Linked DNA regions of Oryctolagus cuniculus: region 1 is linked to region 2. Evidence: chromatin contacts called from public Hi-C data. All regions are on one chromosome and are shown on one strand. Each heading gives the region's core, a stretch centred on a gene start, on an enhancer-like site or on the middle of the called end of the contact. The rest is flanking DNA. Distances are from core to core; before and after follow the strand shown. Region 1 overlaps COL5A2 (collagen type V alpha 2 chain). Region 2 holds the start of COL5A2 (collagen type V alpha 2 chain).

Region 1 (4,832 bases), core at 2,036-4,535, 85 kb after region 2:
CTGAATATGTATTTATTCATATCTCAATGAGAGAGATAGGAACTGACATTCTGGCACAGTGAGTTAAGCCCTGCTTGTTTGAAACTGAAACCCCATATCAGAGTACTGGTTTAAGTCCCAGATGCTCTGCTTCTACTCTAGCTCCCTGGCTCCCTGCTAATGTGCCTGAGAAAGCTGTGGAAGATGGCCCAAGTATCTGGCCCCTACTATCCCCAACGGAGGCCAGGATGCAGTTCCTGGCTCCTGGCTTTGGCCTGGCCCAGCCTCAGGCATTGCAGCTGTTTGGGGGAATGAATCAGTGTTTAGAAGATCTCTCTCTCTCTCTCTCTCTGTCTCTCTCTCTCTCTCCTCTCTCCTCTGTCAACTCTCCTTCTCCTCTCTCCTCTCTGTCTGTAACTCTGGCTTCAAATGAATAAAACAAATCTTAAAGAAAATAAATAAGTGGAAGAAATAGATGAATACAGAATCAATGGACAACTTTGAACAAATAAATGAGGTAAAAAATATTTTAGATCATGTCCCTAGGTACTTTTGGTACTAAGTTTCATCTTTGATACTGTTTTATGCTTGTACTTATTTAACTAAATAAATAACATAATGTCAATGTTTTTCTCAAATGGAGCTAGAGTCAAGGATGGAGTCTATAGGTATGTGAGTGATGACAGTGCCCCAAATAAGTTGGACACAGCCATAAGGATGTCCAACAAGGCTTCATTCAGACTGTTTTATATCCCATCCTTCATTGCTGTTCTGTGGAGCTTCCTTACTGGTATTGGTAGCTTAAAAACTGCCAGTAGGTCTCCAGGCACCTGCCCAAGGTCTGCAGAGAGTCTGGTAGAAGATGATAGTAGTTGGATGGAGAATGGGTGCTCATGCAGAAAAGACTTTATATCAGGTACTTGTACATTGTAAGAAACTGGGTCATATTTCCAGGGGGTGGGGAGGAAGTTACCAAGGAAATAATTTCAGACTTCCAGAATTCCTGGTTAGGATCCAATAAATCTCCTCTGTGACTCTTACTTCTCTTCTCTTCTCTTCCTGACTTGACTTAGCTTGTGATGTCATCCATTTCCTGTCTTGGTTAGGCCTGTGATAATGTGAGTGGAGTATGAGTGTTTGTGTATGTGTGTAAGGAAAGAGTGGGGAAATAATTATTCATGAGCAATTAACAAAGACTATTGTAGAAGATACCAAAGTAGGAAATCTGTTGCTCTTTTTAATCTCATTAAGCATGGGCATGATGGCAAGTATTTAACAACTGACTCTCTTAAAATTTTTGTCCTTTTTGATTTATAGCTTCTGCCGATTTTCCTGGTGTAAATAGTCCCAGAATCTGATTTCAAGCTACCAGTATGATGCGATAGAATCTCTATACATAGAATGTTTTGCCTCTATTCCAAGCCTTCTAAGAACTGCTTAGCTGGAGTAAAGTTAAGATTATCACAATATAGGGTGGCACTGCAACCATAAATACCCCTTTCTTCTGTTTACCATCACAGAGTATAAAAGGCTCACAAAGTGTACAGCAGAGTTCCTCAACCTCAGAACTATTGGTATTTCGGGTTTGATAATTCCCTATCCATTGTAGGACATTCTGCAACATTCCTGTTTTCTACTCACTAGATGCGATGGTCCCCAACACCCATTCATCTGTGAAAACTAATATTGTCTTTTGATATCATCAAATCTGGGCAAAATTGCTCTAGATTGAGAGCTACTGATACAAACTCTCATGAAACTCTCAGTACCAGCCAGTGATCATTATGGGGATCTCACGTCACATGTCCTCAGTTTTAAGTGCACTGTCCAAGTAACTTCACCGTGACAAGCAACAGCCTGTCAGGAGATGGACAGTGTGCTGAGCCCCAGTTCTACAAGACACCTACCCTCTATAGGAATCAGTTTCCTTATTTATAAAACATGAAAATAAACCAATTATCAGTTCTAATATTTTATCATGTACATGTGAGAATGGGGGGAGGCATAAAAGGGAAGATAGAGAGAGAGGCTATTAACCAGCAGTAAGTAAAATTCTAGACTATTCTGTCAGTCTTTTCTACTTGTGGACGTCTACACGTCGCCACCTAGTGGCAATCTACAAGCATTTTTTTATTGTAGATTGCTGTCTGAGATTAATGAATATTCTGGGGGATGGGAGGTGATGATGATAATATTTATCTAAAAATAAACATTATATGATTCATTTTAGTTGGAAATATAAAAACATTTAAATGGATTCTAAAATTGTGATTTGTTTTAAATATTTTCCAATAAATATTTTTGTATACTCTAATTTTTTTTTCTGATGGGCAATTTTGTTTATACTTATTGAAATTTGGATAGTTGTCATATATTTATATTAACTTTAATTTCAATTATATAAGATTATATAATGTAGGTTATTTAAAAAGAATTCCATCGGCTGGTGCCGTGGCTCACTAGGCTAATCCTCCGCCTTGTGGCGCCGGCACTCCGGGTTCTAGTCCCGGTCGGGGCGCCGGATTATGTCCCGGTTGCCCCTCTTCCAGGCCAGCTCTCTGCTATGGCCTGGGAGTGCAGTGGAGGATGGCCCAAGTACTTGGGCCCTGCACCCACATGGGAGACCAGGAGAAACACCTGGCTCCTGAAGAAAAAAAAAAAAAAAAAAGAATTCCATCAAAACACAGACTGGATTGTGAAGTCTGAGAAAGTAGATTTTTCTCTTGATCAGATTTGAAATATGATCGTTCATCACAGAAGGCTAGAGAGGGACACAGCCTGTGTTGAGGTTTAACATACCGAAACTTCTCTTTGCTTTCACTGACATTGAGTATAGTGTGTTTTATCTTTGGAAACCTCAGTGGGAGCAGAGATTATCTTTTAACTCACTTTTTGTATATAATAATACTTGATTATCAATTAACATTTGAAGATTGCAAAAATACTATGAGGATTTTCCATACAAGGTTCTATGAATAAGTCAGACGATCCATTAATATCTACATTCATATGATCCAGCACTCCTAGACAGCAATTTAAATCACCCTCTATTATGTTTAATGAAAAGAGTAAAGTGAACTGTCAGTGATTTAGGAGTTATAGGAGGTTTGATTTTTAAAAGATGAGAATAACTTTCTGGCTCTTCTTGGTTAACAAGCCAGAAAATATTTAACAAAGACTGCTGGGGACGATGAGGGTAGGCACTGAGCATTTCCAGAACTGAGGACGTGGCAGTTCCCCAAGCAGTCTTCAAATGGGCGTTACGAGAAGGGTGGGACTTGGCTGCTGGAAGTCATTGCTCATGTCTCTGAGAACTAGACTTGGCTGGGTAACAGTGCCTTTGCCTCAGATTTCTCCTTGGTTTAGTCTTCCTCTGGTGGTGGGAAGGAAAATAAACAGTGCTGTAGTTACAGTACTCAAGAGGACTGAAATGTGAAAATGGCATATTTATATATTGAGTGCCTTCTGTGCACCAGGAGCTAAACAAAACATTAAACATTTATAGTTGAAAATCACCAACAAATTACAATTAAGGGGCCCTCACATTTTCACATTTTTGTTTTTTGGCAGAGATGGTGGTGAAGTAGGCACATAACTAGTTGAGTTATAATCCAGAGATATGAATTTAATTGTGTTGTTCAAAAGATAATTTTGAACAACCAGGCTCAACTTAGGAGGCTCATTTTAGAACCTGGTGAACTGAAAGTCATTGTATGATTATTTCAAGACAGTTGACTCCTAGAGATTTAACATATCAAGTAAAATTTCTCACCGAGACTTTATCCCAAGATGTAGTTATTTTCATCGGTGCTGAAATTGAGTAGGTTACAGTAGGTGATAAAATTGCCACTTATCTTTAGACGAATGGACACTCCATGTCCATCAAGAAATCTGTGCTTTTAGCTTTTTGCTAAGTACATATTTAGAAGTGGGTTCTAATATCTATGGCATGTTTTCCCAGGGTCCTCGTGGGCCTCAAGGAATTGATGGAGAACCTGGTGTTCCTGGTCAGCCTGGTGCTCCGGGGCCTCCCGGACACCCGTCCCACCCAGGACCCGATGGCATGAGCAGGGTGAGTTGTGTACATTGTCCAATGCCATATACCAGATGTACATTATTGTCTTATTGCTATGATTTAAAACTGTGTCACTTCAGATACTCTTGACTATAAGAACACTTAAATTAACACATTGCTGCCATAAACAACAATAAAACTAATTACTCCACAGTAAATTATAGCATTTTTAAAGTGCTGCTTCAAGTTATTTGTAGGTTTCAATATTAATTCTGGACTTCATGTAATTTCTGACGATTCTGAAGGACCAGTGACCCTTCCCTTTGTGAACTGAGAAAAGAGATGTATTCCTTATTCTTTGCTCTTCTCTGGGCTCTCACTACTGACAAAGCCTGTGCTGCACACCAAGAGAGGATGACTCATCCATGATGATATCTATGATTCTTATAGATCTCTATGATATCTAGGAAAGGGCCACTGAGTTAGCACTAATAAAATCCATCTAATTATTCCTTAGATTTTTATTTTCTGCCTGAAGTAAAATACGACGAAATGTTTTTCTACATTTGCAACTTTGAATTCTTCCTGGCAGACATAGGGGTTTTGCGACTAGATGGCATAGCATAGCAGACAGATGGAGCCTCAATGTGAGTTTTGTTTTACAAGAATTCATACTTCTGTTTCTCAGCTGATTGCAGAAGAAATTACCAGACTGTTTTTTAAACAATACACTCTTATTTCCCACTAAAATCTCGAAATTAGCATTAGCACCGGAATGAATATGAATCATTCTGGTCAATTTGATTACTTAGGTCTCTTAAGTGAAAAAGAGAGTAGG
Region 2 (4,859 bases), core at 2,216-4,715:
TTCTTTCTCTCTCTCTCTCTCTCTCTCTCTCTCTCTTTCTTTTAAACAATGAGCAGTGAGTGAAGAGCAGATTTACAGGGTAGAGGAGAGGTACTAATACAGGAAGAGAGGAAGAAGGTAGAAGGCAGAGAGAAGACAATGATGTGCAGTGTCTAGAAGGAGGTTGAAGGGATGGGATGCAGTCCAGAGAAAGGTATCACCCCTAAAAAGGGCTGAGACAGCTTTATTCCTGAAGCTGGAAGCCTGTGAGGTAGGTCAACCAAGAGCTGGGAAGCCCAGAGAACAATCATTGGAAGTCAGATATCATCTAAGTAGAATCCTCAATTTTGTCATTCATAAACTTGAACAAGTAAAATTCTTTGAACTGTAATTCCTTATATATGCTTTGAGAAAAATAACAAGTAGCTCTCAGGGTTTCTATGACAATTCATTAACATTTACCCACTAGGAACATATCATAAAATGTACACAGTTAAGATGGGCTTTTTGGAATTAAGACAGATTTCTGAGCTTTCTTCAACAATTACGGTATAGTCTGTTCTTCAGGGACTAAGAAATACTTCCATCCTCTATGCTTAATTCAACCATATCTACTGATATTAAACACATTTCTAAATGGTAGTGTAGGACCCTGAAGTCAAAATTATAGGCAAAGGCCAAGTTGCAAAATATTTCTCTACTCATTACTTGACTCACAAGGGCAATAAAAATATTGATTTATTTCAGCACTCATGAATGCATTTGCAGTGGCTGGTCTTGTGGTACAGGAGGTTAAGCTGCTGCCTGCAAAGCTGGCATCCCATATAAGAGCTGGTTCAAGTCCTAGCTGCTCCACTTCTGTTCCAGCTCCCTGATAATGCACTTGGGAAAACAGCAGAAGATGACCCAAGTACTTCTGTCCCTGCCACACATGTGGGAGACCCAGTTAGGGTTCCAGACTCCTGGCTTATGCATATTCCAGCCCTGGGCTGTTGTGACCATTTGAGAAGTAAACCAATGGATAAAAGATCTCTTTCTCTCTTTCTCTCCCCGCCCCATCTCTCTGTAATTCTACCTTTCAAGTAAACAAATATTAAAAATAATTTTTAAAAATATTTATTTATTTATTTGGAACAGTTACACAGAGAAAGAGAGGCAGAGAGAGAGAGAGGGAGGGAGAGGGAGAGAAAGAGAGAGAGAAGAGGTCTTACCTTTGCAGGTTCACTCCCCAAATGGCCCCAACAGCTGGAGCTGTGACAATCCAAAGCCAGGAGCAAGGAGCTTCTTCCGAGTCTCCTAGGTGGGTGCAGGGGCCCAAGGACTTGGGCCATCCTCCACTGCTTTCCCAGGCCATAGCAGAGAGCTGAATTGGAAGTGAAGCAGCCAGCACTCGAACTGGCACCCATGTGGGATGCTGGCACTGCAGGTGGCGTTTTTACCCACTACACCACAGTGCTGGCCCCCCAAAATACAATATTTGCTATACCCCTATTACACTATGAGTTTCTAGTATGATGCAAAGAGGTGGCAGAAACTGGAGGGAACTGTGAGAAGATGCATTGTGTTTTAAATCTTTCCATGTAAGCTGTGTATTATGTTGATAAATTTAAAATAACTATGTAATGTATTGATAATAACTCTCTTAGTAACAGATCCTAAGGTGCTGATCAGAGCAGGTATGCAGTGTTATGTCCACTGACTGCTGTAAGACTGATAACTTGATGATCTGATCTCCACATGGCGAATAGTTTCTCAGAGTTGCAGGTTTTCTACAAATGTATATTTTCTCTGTGTTCCAGTAAGGTTCCACACCAAGATGGTTGAAAATCTTGCCAACTCTTTGGTATCAGTGTTGTGTTGATGTCTAAAATTACTTCATAATAGAATAGAACTTGGGAAGCTCAGAGGGTACTTCGTTCCTTGGCTTGCATTTGTTTATTTCCATGTTATTCTGTTTGAATATTTAGCAAGTTCATTTCAAAGTCCTGAATTCACTCAGATATTCTACAAAGGATTAGCAGAAGGGTGATTTTTGGTCCTCGGGCCATTTCTTAAGTGGGAACAGAGTATTCCATGAGAACGGTGTGGTGGTGACAAAAGTCATCAAAATGAGATGTGTCTAAGTAAGGTTATACTGAGGGATATAGGAATAGAAAATTGGAAATGACTTGGAAAATTGACCACCTCAGGAATGTTTCTATAGATTTTAGCTTCAAAGCTAAAATTCAATTTAATGCATATGTTTTTTCTATTAAGAAACATAATATCAATGCTTTATTTACCTAATCTCATTTTATAATCTCTCCTTTGGCTAAATTTATACAGGGCTTACTGTGTCCCACACATATGTATATGCAGTGGCTTATATATCTTTGTTTCATGTAAATTTATTTGCTCAGCACCTACATATGTTCATTGAAGGTGATGGCCTTTTATTGTTGTGTGCGTCATCCTTTCCTTCTTTTGCTTAGTACAGTGCCAGGTACCAATCACTGATAAATAATTACGAGCGATTGACTCACCTGTATGGTATAGAACATCCATTCTGATTCTAGGGGGATTCAAGGTAGCAAATGTATTGGTTTATGTAAAATGCTGACATCATTAAGATCTTAGTAAGCATGAAATTGGAAGAGAAGTTTATAAATAGTGCTACTTAAAGGCTTGTGTGATTGTCATATTTCCTAAAAAGCTGGTTGAGGGTTAATGACACTGCTATCTATGCTTATGTAGCTCTTTGTAATTTGGAACTTAGTTAATAATATATGGTTCATTTTAGTGTCACTCAACTCTGTAGCATTGGTCAGGGCAAAGTCCTTTTCTCAAGGGAGTAAATTGGAGAGTTCAGAAGTAAAGGAGTAGGTTTATTTACAAAATTGGTGAGTGGCAGAGCTGGTGTTTGAACCTTGCTGCTTCCAAATTCAGTGCACTGCCCATTCTACACTGACTTAGCAGACTATTTTTCTAACAAAACAAAACTTTCTACAAAAAAGAGGAACCTGCATATGTGGTCCATTAACAGGGGATGTGAAGAGATTAGGAGAGGACCAATGAAGGACTTGAAAGAGTTTATGGAAAATTGATTTCAAAGTAAAGTTTATTTTGGCACAAAACTTTTAAAAATCCATGCTTTTTTTTTATAGTACAGATTTTCCATGAAACTTTTGAAGTCCTCTCATATTTTCTTAATTCAGATTATGATTTGTCACAATTTCAGTCACCTAAAACAGTTTCCTTACCTAGATTTTACCTGAGCTCCATTCTAACATTGCCCTTTCATAATATTGAGGAAAAAAAAAAAAAAAAAACCAGGATATGAGAAAGGAACAAGAATCCTACCTATGTACTTAAACGAAAGGGTTAAAATTGATCCTTTGAAGATTTAAGGTGGACAAGGGAGTCCTGAATTATTTAAATCTTAAAAACTGGGCTAAAGGGCTGTATTTCCTCCCTAATGTCTTTTTTAGCAAATAGTGGAAAAGTTAAGGGGTGTGTGTTTGGGGGAAGGGCAGTCTGGAAGAATAGGATTCTTTGCTTCTAACAGACTTAGTAAAATAAAAAGAAAGAAATAAAAGTTTGTTTCCGTTATTAAGCCCCATCTATGCTTGAAACACAGCTGAAATAGGGCAAGTTCAAGGCACAGAGACGCGTGTTCTGATTTGGTTGTTTACCATCAATCAGACCGTTGCTTGGCAGACACTGGATGGTTATGAGCCTGAACAAGCTGAAAAGGGGCAGGAAAAGAAGTGGAGGCAGCATTCTTCCTATTTAAAGCTGCAACGCTTGAAAAAAGTTTCCGCAGACGGTGCTGGAGCTGGTGCTGAAAAAGTGGGTTTGCAGAGGCTGCCTTGGGGCTGGTGCCGAGAGAGGACCCCTCAGCTGCCTTCATGGTGCTACAATAACCTTAGAATCGACTTTTCACGCCCAGGAGGACCCACATGTCTAATATTTAGATATGATGGCAAACTGGGTGGAAGCAAGACCTCTCCTCATTCTTACTGTTTTATTAGGGCAATTTGTCTCAATAAAAGCCCAGGAAGAAGGCGAGGATGGCGATTTTGCCGGTGAGTTTGCTTGTGATGTTTATTGCACGGTTTGGGAAAGAGATGGAATGTTAAGCCCCAGGAAGAGCATGAAGAGGAGGTTCTGGTTTGAAGTTTGAGAAAGGGGCTGACAGATTTGCACCTGGGAAACGGCTCAGAAGACAATTGGGATGTTTGTTAAGTTCGGAGATTCCCTGTCTGCCATTGGAGAGTGTACATTACTAAGTGTTTCTGGGAAAGTCGACGATTAAGCTCTTTTGCTTTAGTGTAAGGGTGGGAAGTTTCAAAGAAGAGAGTTTAAAAACCGAGCCCTAAAGGCAGTTTTCGTTAGAGGAGTTCCGTTCTGTGGGCTGGAGTTTTCAGAGCAAGAAAAAGTTGCTGCAGAAGCTGGGTAGGGTGGAGTCTTTTTGTACTGAACTTCAGCTGCTTCATAAAATTCTTTGTTTAAAAAAACCTTTGCAGCAACTCTGATAGCTCTGAATTGCCTTTGTCTTTGTCTTCTGTTCCTTTCTCTTTACAGACTTACACTTCTTCACCATTTTCATTTGTGAGCTTAAAGCCATTTTTGCTTACTGAGCCGGAGTCTCGTTTATTTCTCTGACAGAGGCTGATGGAAGCCAGATTTCTTAAACAGTGGTATTTTCCCACCCGAGTGACTCGCTCATCAGGACAGCGGTGGTTCCCTAGTTGGATGGTGGGAAGCAGGAAACCAGCATGCCTTATATACAACTTATTTGGCATGGGCTATTTGTGTGGGCAGTATCCCTTAGAGCAAAGTTTTGGGTGTTTTTTTTTTTTTTCTGGTTTTTTTCAGAGACACATCTTGCCTGATTAACG

What was found. Hi-C and Micro-C count contacts between places; a contact is called where the count stands out from the background.
Region 1: a Hi-C map of an unstated tissue shows a contact between it and region 2, with 3 times the contacts expected there. The contact joins the enhancer-like site here to the promoter of COL5A2 in region 2. A contact is called at or near these places in 2 of 6 Hi-C or Micro-C datasets (psoas muscle and an unstated tissue).

Annotation. Positions count from the first base shown.
Region 1 is chr3:51,299,931-51,304,762 of mOryCun1.1, forward strand. It overlaps COL5A2 (collagen type V alpha 2 chain), which reads left to right. Exons shown (of 53, transcript XM_070070485.1): 6 at 3,941-4,051. Among named protein-coding and RNA genes, the nearest start is that of COL5A2, 85 kb to the left of the region's middle. Within about 2 kb of position 3,286, at least 3 of the 8 cell types and tissues checked have an H3K27ac peak or open chromatin away from gene starts, as enhancers often do.
Region 2 is chr3:51,214,288-51,219,146 of mOryCun1.1, forward strand. COL5A2 (collagen type V alpha 2 chain) reads left to right here and starts at 3,466. Exons shown (of 53, transcript XM_070070485.1): 1 at 3,466-4,043. The coding sequence starts at 3,935.